Regions from separate parts of the Danio rerio genome. Here region 1 is linked to region 2. The links are chromatin contacts, called in public Hi-C maps. All regions are on one chromosome and are shown on one strand. The core of a region is the stretch at or near the end of the contact, and the rest is flanking DNA. Distances in the headings are between cores, read along the strand shown.

The links. A called contact is a pair of places that touch in the nucleus more often than the background predicts.
Region 1: a Hi-C map of skeletal muscle shows a contact between it and region 2, with 2.2 times the contacts expected there. The contact joins two enhancer-like sites. A contact is called at or near these places in 4 of 18 Hi-C or Micro-C datasets (caudal fin, hematopoietic stem cells, skeletal muscle and 1 more) and 1 of 4 datasets of contacts at active chromatin or transcription factors (caudal fin).

What each region holds. Positions count from the first base shown.
Region 1 is chr16:53,499,834-53,502,533 of GRCz12tu, forward strand. The region is part of intron 2 of rftn1b (raftlin, lipid raft linker 1b); the gene reads right to left. The region is part of intron 3 of LOC100536500 (cysteine-rich venom protein natrin-1); the gene reads left to right. Among named protein-coding and RNA genes, the nearest start is that of plcl2, 39 kb to the right of the region's middle. Within about 2 kb of position 1,263, at least 1 of the 62 cell types and tissues checked has an H3K27ac peak or open chromatin away from gene starts, as enhancers often do. A contact at or near this core is called in skeletal muscle, where this site is marked.
Region 2 is chr16:53,244,593-53,247,292 of GRCz12tu, forward strand. No RefSeq gene overlaps it. Among named protein-coding and RNA genes, the nearest start is that of si:ch73-31d8.2, 12 kb to the left of the region's middle. Within about 2 kb of position 1,444, at least 1 of the 62 cell types and tissues checked has an H3K27ac peak or open chromatin away from gene starts, as enhancers often do. A contact at or near this core is called in skeletal muscle, where this site is marked.

The sequences.
Region 1 (2,700 bases), core at 13-2,512, 260 kb after region 2:
TTACGTTTCCTCGTGAGATCAAGCTGGACACTTGCATTGCGAACTTCACAGGTTATTTCAGGCATTTGTGTTAGTTATGAGATCTTAGGTTTTTCGGCTTTCTGTAAAGTGTATTTTTCAGTCTAATGTAAACAAAGCATCCAAAATACACAACCAGGTAAACTCTGTGTTGTCATCGACTTTCGCTTTAAGATTTAAAGGGCTAGCATTGCACCAGACCCCTGTAAGTGATTTCGTTTGAAAGTGTAGAATCTATATTTTCTGCACGTATGCATCAATTTGGTTTTTACTGTACAAAAGTTATTTACACTTAAATACACAGTATTTTGGAGACCCGAGCTAGGTATTTTACATTGGTTCATTTTCATATTTTTCACATGGTTCATATATGACACATGTACAAGTATAGCTCAAAGAAAGCTCTTGCCAGTGCTCATACGGTTCTAGCATTCTTTTTACTGAATTATTTTAACATATCAAACTGTTGTCGAATGAATCGGGGTGTGAAAAACAATACATTTATGATCAATGAGCAGCCCCAGATAGCACAGACAGCTGTCATCTCTTACCTTATGCTGTGCACTTCAGGGCCATTATTCTCTGTTTTTGAGGTGATGTGCATAAGTAATCCTTTTATATGTCTGATGTGGTCCAAACACAGTGAGATATGTTTGATCAAGCAAAAGAATAGTGAAATATGAAAAGAATGATCGGTCCCTGTGGCTTGCATAGCACCTCTCATCACTTGGAATACAATAACTTTTGCATAGATTATGGGAGAGGCATTTTTCCTATGATTACAGACATGCAGGAACCACCAAAATTAATTACAGCACCCTAGACCACACAGTACCTAAAAGGTACACTTTTAAATTTGAGTTTATAAAAAAAATACAAAAATTGTCACTTTTTTAGGTGTTAATCATAACACAGACAACATATACAGATATTTTAAACACTTCCAATAGTGTTTTATGAAAATTCAAAGGGTTTTCTTTAAAATGATATCACATTTTTGCATTTACATCTCTGCATGTGAATTTAGGAAGCTTTTAAATTTGGGTAGGCAAAATCCAGGCGGAAATCCCAAAATAGCAGCAGTGTTTAACTGGTTGAAGGGATGGTTCACCCAAAGATGTACAATTCCTCACTATAATCAGTGAATTTTTGTACCTTTATGAGTGTCTTTCTTTACAAAATAAGTAATTTTGATCAATACTAGAAACCTGCAGCCATTGATTTAGATAGAAGGAAAAACAAACACCATGCATGTCAATATTTTTCATGCTTTTGTTCTTCACTCTTCTTTCTATTGTAGATTAAACCCTTCTATTCACGTTGATTGTTTTCTTAACTAACATGTACAGTATAACTCCTAATGCTGGTCAACTTTGAGTGTGTGAAATGCTGATTTTGGTGCGATTGCGCCTCCTGCTGTACTGTTGGTGTTAAAACTCATGTTCACATTGCATATTTGAAAGTAGGAAAAGGTTTTATTTAACTTCATTAGAAATGGTGCCACATATCAGCATTTCTATAATATATAAAAAAAAGAATAAAAAAATAAAACATATAGTGTGGTGTTTTCAGAGGGATTCAAAGTCATTTTGAGTAAAGAGTACTTTAAATAAAGAAATCAGTATTTTTGTGGAATAACCCTGATAGTTTTTTTATATTCAGCTTAAGTAGTTTTTTGTCTTTTTGTTTTAAGATACTTTAGAAATGTCATTGTTTTATGTATTTTACTCTTTTTTTTGTTTGTTTATTTTAGGTTATGATAATACACTTTTTTAAGTACACTGCACTGTAAAAAATAATGACAAAAAGACAACAAATATCTTTGATGTTGCTTTCACTTATTGTAATACTTTAATTGGGTTTCAAGTAATTTTTTTTAATTTATACACAGCTTAACTTAATATTTTTGGTCAGTTTGATTGATGTAAGTTGGGATGACTAAAGTTCACCTGACACACAGTATATAATATCAGGCCCGGATTGGCTAATCGGGAGGACCGGGAGAAATCCCGATGGGCCGGTCCGTTTTTTGGCCGCGAGGGCCGGTGTCCCTAGCTGCTTGCACTCTCAGCATTCGCACTTTTTTTCATTTTTTATATTATTTGACCATAGTCTCACTCTTTTTATTCATTATTTTGCCGCAGCTCCTGGCTTTTTATTTGTTTTCTCGCAGCCCCGTGAGCAAAATGCAGCCTGCAGGTTAATGATGACGTAACTATTATTGGACCCCAAACAGCGGCACCTTAGTGAATATAAGAATTCGAATAATTAATATTAATGAATATTAAACCTGCTCAATGAAAATCAGATGACTCACTACATTAATAAATCTGACATAAATTGATCAGAAATCTAGAAAGGGGAGAAAAAGATTAAGTTGTCAATAGACAAGTTTTTAACAATAATGCCATTGTGGTCCAGTGGTCAGCACGTTGCGTTACCACGGTCCAGTACCTGAGTTTGATCCTTACCAATCTAATTGAATATTTTTCCCCCCATTTTTATTGTTAAGACATATAATACTGTTTGGGTTGTTGAACATTTCAACTTATAAAGCAGCTGTTTTCTTAAAAAATATGTGATAGTGTCATTAGAAACTGAATTGGAAATGACGTTATTTTAATATAGTCAGTTGTGAACTGAGGTGGGCCGGTCTAAGGCTTAAAACTCCAGGGCTGAAAA
Region 2 (2,700 bases), core at 194-2,693:
CCATAGAACAGAAAAATACTATGGAGGACAATAGCTGTTTTTTCCCCCAAACATTGCTCAGAATTATCTTCTTTTGTTTAAAAGAAGAAGCAAGTGTAGGATGAGTAAACGATGACAAATTGTAATTTGTGGGTGAACCCTCCCTTTGAGAATTGCACATCTTTTTTTTATTACACATTTTGTAAAATCCAGTATGTAGATGTGCAAGTAAGACATTATTTGCTAATTAGCATCTCTACTAACAAAATGTGAACATTGGATTTTACATACTGGGATTTTGGGTCTCTTTCTTTATCAAAATATGTATTGTGAATGAAATCTACAGACACCCATCGATACAATTTGATACAAGTGTATTTTTAATGTTTTCTTTCCATTAGACTGAACAGAAAAATTGAATTGTGCATTGTTTTTGTAAAATTACATGCTTAAATGTGCAAATAATTTTGTGCAGTATTTTATTAAATGCTAATTTGTATTGCCACTAACAAAATCTGAACATTGGATTTGAACTGGGGAGTAAAATAACATTATTATTGCCATACTTGCGCTTATTGATTAATTACATTACATTAAAAGGATACACTGTAAAACCCAACAGTCAACTTTATCAAATGAAATGAGTAAAGTTAACTAAAACTTGACTAAAAGTTAATTCTACTCATTTGAAAAGAGTTTTGAACTCAGTGTTGAATGGATTAAGTTCACAGTACTTACTTAGTATATTTTAAACTCTTATTTTGGTTTAACTCAAATAGTTTGTCGCAGTCAGTTTCCTCAAATGGTTTAAGTTGCCTAAACTTATTGGGTTTGACAGTACTCAGTTGGTTTCATTTATTGGGTTTACTGTGCTCAAATTGCTGTATTTACTCAAATGGATTAAGTTCACAGTACTCATTGGGATTAGTTTTTGAACCTAAATGGTTTGTCGCAATCGTTTTCCTTAAACAGTTTGAGTTACTGTAACTTTTTGGATTTTATAGTGTAATTTCCTCAGTTTACTCACAACCTTTAATGAGTTTCTTTTGTCTGTTGAACGAGATACTAGATCAGTGGTTCTCAAACTGTGGTACGCAGAGTAATCACTGCATAATTAAAGTAAAAAAATGAACACACTTTTAACCCTTTGACGCATACGAGAACACTTATGTAATCAGTAAAGTGATTTTAATAGGCTCAACTTTTTTATTTTATTTTAAATTTTCTAATGTTTTTATTCTATCACTTGAAGGTAATTTCATCACCATACTTGTAACGGTTGTTGGGGGCGTATCCCATGTTTTTCTATTCTAGTGTTGACTGGTATGGTTTAATGACTTGCTTTTCTGACACACAAAGCCTACTCTGACGCATAGTAAGTAGATTTAAATATAATGTGTGATAAATAATTATTGCATGTCTACTCCCCTGAACATTGGATTTTACGTATTGGGATTTTGGGTCTCTTTTTAAATCAAAATATGTATTGCAAATGAAATATACAGACAGCCTTTAGTAAAATTATATAAAAGTGTTTTCTTTCCATTAGACTAGAAAAAAAAAAACCTTTATAACCTTAAAACAGAGTCCAACAAAGCCCAAAATCTCAAAATTGAGAGGTTCCTGAAAAAAAAAAAGTTTCTTCTTGCCTTGACTCACCTTTATTTTGGTTACATTGTCAGAAAATAAGGCAATAAGTCTTATTATAAGTTAGCATCTCAACTAAATGCACTTGTTGTTTGCATTTATTTAAGGATAATGCATTTGCATTATTATTTCTTTGATATTATATTATTGTACTACAATCTGACATTGTGAACAGACCTGTGCACCATTGTTGTATTAGAATGCATGTAAAGTGAAACTCAAAAAACATTTGCACGTCAGCTACAGGAATAAAGGGTGGGTCAAGAACAAGGTTAAGGATACTTGTTAATTCCAGGTTTTTGGCTCCACAAAAGCAATGGTATGACAAGTTTGTGTCCCCCATCTTTATTTATTTATGCAGACTAAAAGGATATGCTTATTTTGCTAAGTGCAGGAATTAGCATGCAGCCTAATTTTAAAATGTAGCTAGTTTCATTTTGACTTGTATGTTGTTATCGATTGCTGCTGTGACATCTGCCAAAAACCTACTCTCTTTTCATTTCATCCTAAAATCATGCAATGTTTTGCATGAAGAGAACAGGTCCATTTTAGGACCATTGAGATGTTTGTTTGCATTGCACCAGTACGACAATTAAGCACTTAACTTTCTTCACATTTCTTAATCTGTTCAGATATTCTAAGTTTTGTGCAGATTTTATTCTTAAAGATGATTCTCATTCGATTCTCATTACTGTGGTATAGTTGAGGGAAATGTACTTAATTGTCATGAATACCATGAAAAATTTCTTAATGATCTTGAGCATAAAGTTTAACTACACTACCTGCCAAAAGGTTTAGGAACAGCAAATAATAACTTGACTTCTAGTTGATCATTTGGTATCAGAAGTGGCTTGTATGAAAGGCAAAAGCCTCTAGATTACGCTTATTTTACCAAAATAAAACATGATCATGGCTTGATTTTTAATTACTTAAATAGGACAGTAAGGTCTGACTTTGCTTAGACAAAAGCCTTGTCACTGAACAGAAATAATGTCCAGTATAGAATATAAAGTCATGATGCAGTGGAAACAGAATGAATATTGTGACTGACTGCCATGAGCTTGGAGGACTGCA